Linked DNA regions of Oryctolagus cuniculus: region 2 is linked to region 1. A link is a contact called in public Hi-C data. All regions are on one chromosome and are shown on one strand. Each heading gives the region's core, a stretch centred on a gene start, on an enhancer-like site or on the middle of the called end of the contact. The rest is flanking DNA. Distances are from core to core; before and after follow the strand shown. Region 1 overlaps IGFBP2 (insulin like growth factor binding protein 2). Region 2 holds the start of RPL37A (ribosomal protein L37a).

Evidence for each region. Hi-C and Micro-C count contacts between places; a contact is called where the count stands out from the background.
Region 2: a contact with region 1 is called in a Hi-C map of embryonic fibroblasts, with 2.7 times the contacts expected there. The contact joins the promoter of RPL37A here to the enhancer-like site in region 1. A contact is called at or near these places in 5 of 6 Hi-C or Micro-C datasets (embryonic fibroblasts, liver, psoas muscle and 2 more).

The regions. Positions count from the first base shown.
Region 1 is chr3:22,635,332-22,641,692 of mOryCun1.1, forward strand. IGFBP2 (insulin like growth factor binding protein 2) reads right to left here. Exons shown (of 4, transcript XM_002712467.5): 2 at 1,082-1,311. Among named protein-coding and RNA genes, the nearest start is that of IGFBP2, 20 kb to the right of the region's middle. Within about 2 kb of position 3,895, at least 1 of the 8 cell types and tissues checked has an H3K27ac peak or open chromatin away from gene starts, as enhancers often do.
Region 2 is chr3:22,780,697-22,787,057 of mOryCun1.1, forward strand. RPL37A (ribosomal protein L37a) reads right to left here and starts at 2,427. Exons shown (of 4, transcript XM_002712466.5): 1 at 2,301-2,427; 2 at 1,841-1,969; 3 at 1,289-1,371; 4 at 125-366. The coding sequence starts at 2,303. The coding sequence ends at 303.

The DNA of each region.
Region 1 (6,361 bases), core at 2,645-5,144:
ACAGAGCATGTGGGAAGTGAGAACGAGGGGCCCACTCAGCCTGGCCTGGATGCAGCCCAGGTAAGAAAAGAGAGGTAAGGAAAGAGACTTTCCCATGGCCACACAGCTGGGAGCAGGGACACAAAGCCCAGTGACCTCCCTATCATGGCCAATCCTTGCTCAACCTACCCCCTAAAGAAAGGAACATGGATGATTTCAATTCTTGGTTTGTGATGGTGGCCTTGATGGGCCAAAATGGGCTCGGCATGGGCGAATACTGAATGCAGGTGGTTGTCTCCAGGGTACCTACAGACAACCATGGCCCAAAGCTCCCTTCCCTTCCCTAAACCCAAGGCTCAAGAAAGCAGAGTTGAGCAGGAGAAAGGAAATGGGCAGCTCAGTGAGGGCAGCACATCACAACAAGAGTGAGCAAGTTCCAGCAGGTTCCCCAGGATGCATGCTGTCCACCTATGTCCTAAGTACAGACAGAAATGTGTAGGTGTTAGAAGAAAGGAGTGGCCGGCGCCGCAGCTCACTAGGCTAATCCTCCGCCTTGCGGCGCCGGCACACCGGGTTCTAGTCCAGGTCGGGGCGCCGGATTCTGTCCCGGTTGCCCCTCTTCCAGGCCAGCTCTCTGCTGTGGCCAGGGAGTGCAGTGGAGGATGGCCCAAGTGCTTGGGTCCTGCACCCCATGGGAGACCAGGAGAAGCACCTGGCTCCTGCCTTCGGATCAGCACGGTGCGCTGGCCACAGCGCGCCGGCCACAGCGGCCATTGGAGGGTGAACCAACGGCAAAGGAAGACCTTTCTCTCTGTCTCTCTCTCTCTCTCTCTCTCACAGTCCACTCTGCCTGTCAAAAAAAAAATAATAATAATAATAAAAAAATAAAAAAAGAAGGAGGGAGCTTCCGTCAACCGTATATCTAGTCCATTTCACAGCCAGACATACTGACAGGCCCAAAGGCCACTGAATATGCCAGCACTAGAAAGAAGAGGGCTTTGTCGAGGTGACACAGGAAGCCACTCTCACGGGGATGTCCTCTGGCTTCCACGACACTCCCTTGTCATGCCCACCCACCCCAACGGAGCAAGACCCCACTGACCCTAGCAGACAGCGGCCACAGCTTCTTGGGCTCCTCCAGACCGAGGTGGTGCTTGCCACCTTTGCCCAGTTGCCGGTGTTGCTCAGCAATCTTCTCTCGGAACACGGCCAGCTCCTTCATGCCCGTCTTGAGGGCCTTCCGGCCCACACCAACCCCAACTCCCAACACATTCATGGTCCCGTCCACGTTGTTCTCTACCAGGGTGCCTTCAGAGTGGTCATCGGCGTTGTCTGCAGAGACAAGAGAGGAAGAGCTCCAGGTCTGGCTCCCCAGGGGCGTGGGCTCTCCAAGGACCCCCTGGAGCCCTACCAATGCCCAAGATGGCAATGCCCACCCACCCAGACCCACACTCAGGAATGCACGTGGATTATCAACTTCAGCTCCCCAGTACCTCTTAGGGAGGTGCTCTTAGCTCACAGAGGCCAATTACTTGACGAGGTCACCGATCTGCCAGGTAATGGATCCAGGACTTGAGCTCCAGAAAAGTGACAAGGGTGCTTCCATCCTGTCATTCTGCCCCCATCCTACAAGGCCTACAGGCTGAATGCACCTGGTGAGGCTCCTAACAAGGAATGGGATTAAGTCCTGTCTAGGGCTCCATCGAGCACTAACCCTCAGTTCAAGTTCTTCATCACTTTTGGTATGAAAGGTGCAGATTAGGTGAGTTTTTAAAAACTCATTCCCCAGAAATCACTGGGCTACCACAAGTCAGGTGAGGGAGTGAGAGGCAGGAAGCCACAAGGTCACCCAGACCCCACCGTCTCCAGCTCTCCCCTGCTGTCTCTCTTCACTTGCCAATCTTCCCCACAGCAGAGTTCCCACAGTGCTTTGTTCCTGGGTGCCAGGGTACCACCTCTTGGACTCTTACTTGCTTCCAAGTTCGTCTGTGAGTTCTGCCCCAACCCTATCACACGGAGCCCTGGAGACGGGAACTACAACTGCCTGCACTTGATCGTTTCAGCTTAACACAGGGTACGAAGCTTCATCAAGGGGGAAAGGAACAGAATCACGGTAGAGCTGTAACCGAGGAGATGAGTCCCAGGGAGCTCTGGAATCAAACAGTGCTGCCTTGGCCTCTGGGAGACACAGCAGAGCAGAGAGAGTCCTAGACTCCCAGCCCACCCCTCCCAGGGTCCACACCAACAGGCAGCCAGAGTCAGGTATCAAATCCAGCTACCAAGGATGCAAGCACCCTAACTTAATCGGCTAAAATGCCTGTTCCATTAAACTATTTCTACACAAGCATTCGAGGTTACTTGGTGGTCCCATAGGAATTCAGACCCAGCGTGGTGGGCTCCCATGGTCACACTCCAGGGTACTGAGAAGGTGGAAAGGCCCAGCCTTTACCTGTGCGACAGGAGCTATGACACCCTCTCTGGGTTGTTGTGAATTGTGTGGGGTTCATACACCGCTAAGGAAGAAAGCATTACTTCCATGCCAGGTACAGCACCGGGGACTGGTGCTACAGCAATATCTTCTGACCAGTGCATTTCCTGGCAGCCAGCAGCATCCAACAGGTGTGCCACACCCCTCGCCCTGGGCCTGACACCTGGTGAGCTCTCAGTAGCCACAGCAGCCTTGCTTCAGAGCCCAGCTCGGGGTCTTCGCAGAGCACTGAAGTTAAACCTCAGCTCTGTCCCTTTCTCTCTCAGTCGTGTTTCCCTGCACATAACTTCTCTGAGCCTCTGCTTCCTAACTGCGAGCTGTTAGACTTAAGAGTTCTCTGTGCATAGAACCATTCGGAGTAGGCTGTAGGTACATGTGACTAGGAACCCAGAAATTCTGTGTCCACCTGACTTCAGTGGCCTCAGGGATCTGCAACCTCGGCCACGTGGAACCGGACCAAAGGGAAACAAGTCTGTGAGCATTTGGAAGTTGAAAGATGCCTGAAGAACCCTGACAGTTCCCCAAAGTATTGCTCCAGCCAGGTTTCTGGCATCCAAGGCCACTGCATGATCAAATCAAGAAGATGAAAAGAGCAAGAAGGAGTGCACAGGGACAGTGACAAGAAGTGTGAAAGGGCAGAGAGGAAAGAAGACACTAAAACAAGCAGACACGGGGACTCTGGGGCCATTTCCTACTCAGCAAACAACTCTGCACCCATCCACGGTCCATGTGCCCTGAGCACCGCCACCATGGCACAGCCCCAAACAAGAACTGTATTGATGGACGGCGCTGTGGCTCAATAGGTTAATCCTCCGCCTTGCGGCGCCGGCACACCGGGTTCTAGTCCAGGTCGGGGTGCCGGATTCTGTCCCGGTTGCCCCTCTTCCAGGACAGCTCTCTGCTATGGCCTGGGAGTGCAGTGGAGGATGGCCCAAGTGCTTGGGCCCTGCACCCCATGGGAGACCAGGAAAAACACCTGGCTCCTGGCTTCAGATCAGCGCGATACACCGGCCGCAGCAGCCATTGGAGGGTGAACCAACAGCAAAAAGGAAGACCTTTCTCTCTGTCTCTCTCTCTCTCACTGTCCACTCTGCCTGTCAAAAAAATAAATAAATAAAATTAAAAAAAAATTTAAAAAGAACTGTATTGATGATGGTGACCTTGGGATCTCGGTGCAGCGTGGGGTTAAAACGCCAAGTATCCAGCATGAAATTTTTTTCTACCTGAAATTATTAAACTTCAGAAAAACCAAACTTGAGCCATTTATGAAATGCAGAAATCTTCTGAAATCTGGGAAATTCTTCTTTCTACAACAACTATTCCCCCGAGGGTGCTAAGCAGCCTGGGTTTTACAGTAAATGAAGCAAGAGCAGATTAAGTTCTAGTCCTGCAGGGGCAGGGGCAGGAAGATTTAGAGTTTGCCTCTGGGCTGGGCAGGAGACCTGTTCTACCACATCTAATCAGACCCAGCCACAGTGCCAAACCCTCCTCACACATCTGCCCCCCGCCCTCCCCCCCGCCACTCACTGAGGCCGGAAGCGTGCAGATCCAGGGGCCCCAGGAGAAGGGTGCAGCATTCCCTGCTCAGCTGCCTACCAGGGGCCCAGAAGAGGACACCGAATCGCCCTATATTGCCATGCAGATTTCCTCCATATGCTACGTCTGCACAAGGTCACCATCGTGCAACCGGGACCACCTGTGCAGTCAGCCTGTGACCTCTACAGAGACACTGGAGGTACAGGGCAGAGGCAGAAGGGAAAAGGCCTGGGAAGCTCCGAGGTGGATGAACCTGCAAAACAGACCCAAGGGGTCCAATGCCAGCAACCACCCACCTCCTTAAAACTGAACTTCGACGCCTCCTGCAGGTGCTGCCCAGCAGAGGCAGGCGCAGCCCTTCTCAGTCCTGTTGCCATTGCTGCATAGGCTTCTCCACACGTAGACCCGAGTGAGACGTTTCAAGCTCCCTACCCCACCCTCCCTGCCGACACTGGGAGCACAGGAGAACAGGTGGCTATAAGTCCTTTCCTGTGGTGAGCATTTGGCAGGGCGGTTAAGATGCTGCTTGGGGCACCTGCCTCCCATCCTGGAATGCCTGGTTTGAGCCCCAGGTCTGCTTCTGAATCCAGCTTCCTGCTGATGCTGGCTCTGGGAGACAGCAAGGGATGGCTCAAGTGGTTGGGGCCCTGCCCCCTGTGTGGGGGATCCAGACTGAGTTCCAGCTCCTGGTTTCAGCCTGAACCAGCCCTGGCCATTGCAGGCATTTGGAGAGTGAATCAGTAGATAGAAGATCTCCCCCTCTCTCTATCTCTATCTCTCTGTCTTTCGAATAAATAAAGTCCCTTCCTTCCCAGTTGCTTGGGGCCACAGAAGGTCTTTCCTTCCACCTTCCCAGCCACCTGGAAGCCAAATGAGAGAGACAAAATGGGAGCCTCTAACTTGCCTTCCCCCAAGCCCTTTGGACTTGAGCGAGCCCCTGGCTTCCCCTCTGCTTCTCCCTGACCACAGCAGCAGGAAAACCATCTGGAGACCTCCGTGCCACTTCCAGGGTTCACAAAATAATTAGAAAAAGGCAAGGTCCCTGGGGTCCTGCTGGCACAGCACGCTCACCTACAGCACTTCCAGAAGCTTCCACTCCGTGGGTTGGAGCCTGTAACACTCAGAGGCTCACCTGACTCTGCCCTTCAGGGAGGAGGCTTGCCTGCCTGCCCCAAGGCTTGGGTTAAGACAGCTGCTCTCCACCATGGCTGTCATCACAGGTTCTCTGGTTTAAGGAGTGAAAGGTGACTCACGTGTAGTCCTATGCTGGAGCTTCTGGGAAGGCCACACTCATCGAAACCCAGGGTCTGGAACATTCTCCAAAGTCAAGGTCTCCCAACCTCTGCACTTCTAACATCCAGACCAGTGCTGGCCATTGTAGGAAGCTGAGCAGCACCCCTGGCCTCCAGCCACTGTGTGTCAGAGGCACCCTCCCAAACAGGGCGAAAACTGCCTTCCTGCATTGCCCAGTGGCATCTGGGAGGCCAAACCACCCTGAGATGAGAACCACTGTTCTTAAGTCAGGCCTTATGCAAAGGCCTGGACCTAGCAGCTCCCAGCTCATTGTTGAAATGACTCCCACCCCCATGCAGAGCAGACCTAACTGTAACACCCCTCGCCATGTCTAAGACCTCTCCACCACCTTCCACCCCACAGCCAAGAGGGCCCCCGGGGTCTGCCCAAGGCAGCTCAAAGGACTTTCAACCTCTGCCCCTTCTTTCCTAAGCCCAGTGGGCACGTGTGCCACAGACGGTGGCCAAAGCAGCAGCCCTGCGAAGAGTCCAAGAGGTCAGCCCTCCTCTCCTGCTCTGAGAAAGGCCCTCCAGCATCTCTGCAGACACATTTGAAGAAAGAGGGGGGGCATTTGTGCTGAAGATGCCAGCCAGGGTCAACTTGCCCAAAAGGAACAGCAGGGACAGTGCCCAGAGCTTACACATTGTTTGAATCTCCTTTAGAATCATAGAAAAGGGACAGGCATTTATTGTAGCAGTTAAGACGCCACCCGGGAAGCCAGCGTCCCACCCTGAAGTGACTGCTTTCAAGTTCCGGCTTCCTTCTGATGTGGACCCTGGGAGGCAGCAGGTGATGGCTCAAGTGGCTGGGTGTCTGCCAGCCACATGGGGGACCAGGACTGAGTTCTGGCCTCCCAGCTTCAGCCCAGCCCAATTCTAGCCATTGTGGGCATTTGGGGAGTGGATCAGTACATGAGAGCTCTCTCTCTTTCTCTCTCTTCCTTTGCCTTTATGTCTTTCAAAAATCAGTTAATTTTAAAAATTTTAAAAAATCAAGCTGTTAGATCAAAAAGATAACAAAATATTCATATATTTGCATTTATAAAACCAGCTGTAAAATGACTTT
Region 2 (6,361 bases), core at 1,177-3,676, 140 kb after region 1:
CAGCTGCTCCACTTAGACCTCTCTGTATATAACTCAAATAAATAAACCAATCTTACAAATCATCTCAAAAGTCAACCTAGCAAGAACAGAATGATAAGAAAGCCCAAGACACACACCTAACCTGTAAGGCTCATATATTCTCATGGCTTTATTGTCTCCACTGACTTTTGAAAAGATTGGATTGTAACCCACATCAGCACTAACACAATGTAAATCACATCATTTGATTAAAACAACCAAGGCGATTTTGTTATATAAATTAACCCATTTATTATAGGCTGCTGATGTCTCATATGGCACCTCTACTGGTCTTTCAATTCTTTCAGTCTTCTGATCGCAGACTTCACTGTGACGGCAGAAGTGGTGCTGTTAAGACAAATCCAGTTTCCAACATAATTAATCATGTTAATGTAAAACGGCAAATAAGCAAACCTGCCCCATCTTAATGTTACAAGCTTGTATTAGGATCTCTGAAAACTTCTCCTAAAAGAAAAATTATACCAAGATACAGATTGCTCTATTGACAATTTGATGTAATTAAGCCAAACATTTAATTGCAGTTATTATTCAGGAGCAGGTGTTTGGCCAAGTGGTGAAGCACCCCTTTGGGGACACCACATTCCATTATCACAGCACCTGGACTCAAGTTGTTGGGACCCTGCCCTCCACACAGGAAACCGGGATTGAGTTCCCAGCTCCTGGTTTTTGCCTGGTCCAGATCTGGCCGTTACCAGCATCTGGGGAGTGATCTACCAGTGGGCGCCAGATTTCTGCTTGTCGGTGCCTTTCTAAAGCGAGTAAGATAAAGTGGGTCTGGGAACTGGGTAAGGGAAGCCTCAGACCCCTAGACTTCAAGTCAGCTGACACTTCTAAGAGGCCTTCAATTTCTAGAAATGGGCAAGCTTAAGAGTCAAAACAGTGACAACCAGCAGACACGGAGGCGGCCTCATCTGAGTGATGTCACTCGGCTGTCAGGTCACAAAGCTGAAGAGGTCCCCACAACACAAAGGTGTGGGGACCCCAACGGCCTCAAGTTCCTAATTACAGCTTTTAAACCAATTCCCAGCGCAAGCCAAGGTTCAGTAAAGATTCAGCCCCACAACGGACCATGACCCCAATGCCGGGTTTTGTTAGAGTAACTGAAAATAACCTGAAATTCTAAAAGCCCCTAAGACACTAAAGGCATCCCCACTTTCTCAGTCCTGTGCAAGTTAAAGTGGCCCACCCAGCCAATCCCGACACCGCCCCTTCGTGGCCCATATTATCCCAACGCCAGAAACGGACTCACTTGTATGTCCAGGCACCACCAGCCACTGTTTTCATGCAGGAGCCACAGTGCCAGATCCCCACGGCTCGTCTCTTCATCTTGGTCTACTCGGGGAGAAGTAATTGTCACCGTCAATCAAGCCTTCGAGGCTTTCGGGAGCCCCAACCTCCAGAGACAACCCAACCTCGTGCTGTTTTACGCGGGTATGGTAAGCTCCCAAACCCCTTTAGCTCACCAGTGCGAAACTTGCAATCCTAGTGAATCAAAGACCCCTCCCCGAAACCACTGACTGCTACGAGGCAGCACTCGCGCCCACAGCGAGCCTCCACTTACTCAACACGCAGGATGCCCTTCAGATCCACGCACAGACCTCTGGGGCTTGGCACCCACCCGACAACACCGATTCACTTCCCAAACATGTTTGGGGCGCAAGGCTATCCTTTTTCCCCCTCTAAATGAGACACTCTCACAACTGACAGTCATCCGCACCCGCAATTCTAACCGCTCACCGTTCCCAAGCTGCCTCCGGCGGAGGCCGCCCCCTGCCCCCCGCCCCCCGAGAGACCCCCTTACTTTGCCGCAGAAGGAGCAAGTGTACTTGGCATGCTGGCTGATCTCAATCTTCTTCACCATCTTCCGGAGGGAGGCGCCATAGCGGGTCCCGTATTTACCCACGATCCCGACCTTCTTGGTGCGTTTCGCCTGTTCAAAGTGAGGAGCCAGACAAACCAGCGACATTCAGGGGTGCGATCCAGGTTCCAGCACCCCCACACAACGCCCCTCCACCTCAACCCCGCCATGACCTGGACTGCCGCACATCAACCTGGTAAAACCAGCGCCCAGTGCCGGCCCCATATTAATCCGGCCTGGGTGGCCCCGGCCGCCCCCGCCCCTTCGCCTGGGACAGCACCCCCGGACTCCGGGGAGGGCATGGGACAGGGCAGACCAGCAGAGGCCAATGAGGGCGAAAGAGCCCAGCAAGGAGCAGATGCCGGGGGATAGCGATCCAGGCCGCAAGAGACAGGATTCTCACCATAGCGCCGCCACCTAGGTCCAAGCCCAGAGAGGAAGAGAAGTCGCGCGCAGGCGCGATTTTAGGCCGGCAAGCGGAAGTGGCGCGGGGAGGCCTATCTAGGAACCGATCTCTATGGTCTGGAGGTTTCCCCGCTGCCTGCCGGGAAATGTTTGGCGTAGCCGCCCCGCTTCAAAAACTGTAGCGACGGGGAACCCAAGCGGGCAGCGCAGCCACATTGTGTTGCGCTTACCTCAAAATCTTGCCGAGCAGTACCATTTTCTTCATTTTGAGGTCAAGGAACCGGAGTCAGATCTTAAGTGGCTTGCCTGCTGTCAGGTGGCTTAGAGAAGTGCTTAAATCTTAACATTTGTGACTCCAAATCTCATTGCTTTCCCCATGTCGTATCCTTTCTGGGAGCAGCTGCCCCTGTGCGGGATGCTGGCGTTAGTGGTGACAAGATCGGAACAAGTTGCAGGGCAGCCGGGAGACGGTCGTGTAACCGCATTCACGAGCTCCAAGTTTTCCAGGGAAAGGCAGGTGTCCCCTGGGCTTAACGGGGGAGGGCCTGCGGTTCGCTAAGCGAAGTCCCAGAGTCGAAGGCTGGGGAGGGGTCCACATCACGGTCAAGTTCCGTTTTGCAGCCGCTCTCTGGGGCCCCCGGTTCTCACCAGCTGCCCCCCACCCGCCCCCCGCATCACCCTAGGCTGTCAGGCAGGTTCCTGCTCCAGGCTCCACGCCAAGGGCTCGCCACACTCTATTGTCTAACCACAATCTATTGTCCACCCTTCCAGGGGCAGCAGAGGACAGCCAGGCTTCTTGCCAGGCAAATGACATCACAGCCACTCCTTGGGGGGTGGAGGGGTGGTAATTGGTAATCGGTTCCAGGACCTCCTTGGGTACCAAAGTCCGAGGATGGTGAAGTCCCTTCTATAAAATAGTGTAGTATTTGCACTCACCTATATACATCCTCTTGTGCACGTTACATCATCTCTGGGTGATTTATAACTCCCAGTACAATGTACGTGCTATGCAAATAGTCACGGGGGGAAACAAAGACTGCAGTGTTTCCTCTCTCAATATTTTCAGTCCGCGGTTGGTTGAGTCACAGAAGAGGAGTGCAGGGATTCAGAGAGCTGACTAGAAAGTTACCCTGCCAGATGGCTAGGACAGAAGAGAAGATGCTCAGAGAACTATTTCAGGGGCCAGCATTGTGGCCTAGTGGATTAAGCCACTGCTGCAATGCTGGCATCCCAGGTGGGCACCTGCTGGTGTCCTGGCTGCTCTGCTCTCTATCCAGCTCCCTGCTAATGCACCTGGGAAAACAGCAGAAAATGGCCCAAGTACTTAGATGAAACTCCTGGTTCCTGGCTTCAGCCTGGTCTAGCCCTGGCTGTTGAGGCCACTTGGGAAGTGAAGCAAAGGATGGAAGATCCCTCTCTGTGTAACTCTGCCTTTCAAATAAATAAATATATCTCTAAAAATAAAAAAGACTCTTAGAATAAGAGTGTACGAGAATCCATGATTTAAGGGCCAGGAAAGACCATGACGGCTGAAAGGCATTGTGGGAATACCTGGCTATGTTTTCAGTAGAATTCTGGCCACAAGTAGGTTCAGTTCACACAGCTTAAAATGAATTACCTCAAATAATTCTGCATGTGTTCTCTTGTGATGGTTAATTTTATAGCATCAGCTTGACTGGATTAAGGAGTGCCTAGAAACCTGGCAAAGCATTCTTTTGGATGCATTTGTGAGGGTGTTTTCAAATGAGATTAGCAGGTGGGTCAGAGTGGATTAGGTAGGAAGACCATCAGTTGCAGTTGGCTGGAGGTCTCAAAAGAATAAATACAGAAAGTGAATTGTGCTGGCTCCCTGCCCCACTCCCCCACCCCGCCACCCCCATCTGAGAAGGCTGGGACACACTGATTCCCACCTTGGACATCAGTTGCTGGTGTTTAGAATCCAGGGCTTGCAGCATCCGCCCCTTACTGGTCCCCTGGCTTTCAGCCTCCAGCTGAGAATTCCACCCTTGGCTTCCCTCGTTCCGAGGCCCTGGAACATGGACAGGACCATGCTGCCAGCATCCCAAGGTCTGCAGCCTGCTGGCAAGTGAGCGCTGCAGTCCATCCCGGTCTTCTTTTCTGTGGTTCCAGGAAGAGCCTCTGTACTTCGAGTGCTGCTGGGGCAATGAGTGGCCATACAATTTGTGTCATCACCAAAGGACAAAGGATTCCAGATGTGCAAGGGTTCAACTTCACAATGTTGCCACTTTATGATGGTGCAGAAGTCACACACATTTGCAGAAACCATACTTCACGGGTGATGCTGAGCCACATCTCCATCCTCCCTGCAATCAGGAAGAGGAACAATTGACAGTGTGCCACGTGCTGTAAGGCTGAGCAGTGATGTTCTGTGGGTTAAGTCTATTCAGTGCATTTTCGATTTAGGGTGGTTGTAGTTTGCAATGGGCTTATCTGGATGTAACCCTGTACCAAGTTGGGATGCATCTGTAGTTCTCCCATTGTCCTTCCCAGTCTGTGGCTCCAGCCCTGGCTGTGTAAATCCAAAGGAGGAATAGCAGCAAAAAGGTCTACGTTTTGATGGCAGTGGGAATAAATTGATTTTGTTTCTGTATACATTTCTGCATTTTCTAATTATCTTTTATCATAAACATGAATTTCTTTTGTAATCTGAAAAACAATCATTAAAAATAAAAAACCTAAAAACTCCAGTAGCAACAAGTATACACAGCAACCAGACCTTGGTTTCCAATACCAGACTCCAAAAAAGGAACCACGGTTCCCTGGAGAAGTGACTGATTCTAGGACTGCAGCAGAAAACATGCAAGATGAGCCTGGAGCATCTGGGATTGCCAGAAAATAAGGACAACTTCAATAAGCCAGGAAACCTTACCTTGATGGGGGTTTGTCAAAGAGACATAGGACCCAAGCTTCCACTATCCATTGCTGGAAACAACACTTCTTAAATTTATTTATTTGAAAAGCAGAGAGACAAGAGACAGAGAGATCTTCCATCTACTGGTTCACTCTCCAAATGCCTGCAACAGCTGGGGCTGGGCCAGACCAAAGCCAGGAGCCTACGTGGATGGCAAAGACCCAACTACTTGAGCCATTACCTGCTGCCTCCCAGGGTACACGTAGCAGGAAGTTGGAATTGGAAGCACAGGAAAACAGTGCAGTAGGGATGTGGGCATCCCAAGTAGCATCTTAACCACCTGCCTCCTAAAGCTGCAAACAGTCGAGCAGTGAATACGGTACTATTTATTTATAGCCCAAAGTATAAAATAAATGTCCCCGAGTCCACGGTTGATTGACTGAATAAATAAATAGGTGACAAACAGATCTTTCTGTGGATGGGTCCTCTGCCCCTAAGAAAGGAAGGGACAGCTCCCTGGTCCTCAGGCCAGGGCTGTGCCGACGGACTTCCTGCCACAGAGGGCAGCAGGGAAAGGGGAGAAGAGCAGGTTTACAGGGGACAGAGCTGACACGCCCCGCCCCAGCCAGGTCACCAAGTGAACGTCGTCATGGACAAGTTGTGCTGGCCATCTGTGACCTTGGGATGTCCCTCTGCCTCTGTGGTCTTCCTCCCAAACCCCTATCTCCAGGCTAATCATGAAACAAAGCATCACGTTCCAACAAGAGGGACAATCTACAAAACACCTGACCAGGACCCCTCGAAACAGTCAAGGTCATCCAAACAAGGAGAGTCTGAGGCACTGTCACTGCCAGGAGCCCGAGGGGGCGGGGAGGAAACGTCACGTGTGCTCCTGGATGGGACCCTGGAAGAAAGACGCCAGGTGGAAACTCAGATCTAAATACACTGTGGACATCAGTACCTAACAATGTGACGATTCTGTCTCATCACTTCTTACACACACAGCATACTAACATAGGACGTTTATAAAAGGGGAGTTGTTTGAGAGGGTATACAGGAACCATACCACCTCATCTTTTTTGAAATCTAAAACTGCTCTTAAAAAAGTCTTTTTTAAAAAATATTTATGTATTTATTATTTGAAAGGCAGAGTGACAGAGACATAGAGGGAGAGACAGAGATCTCCC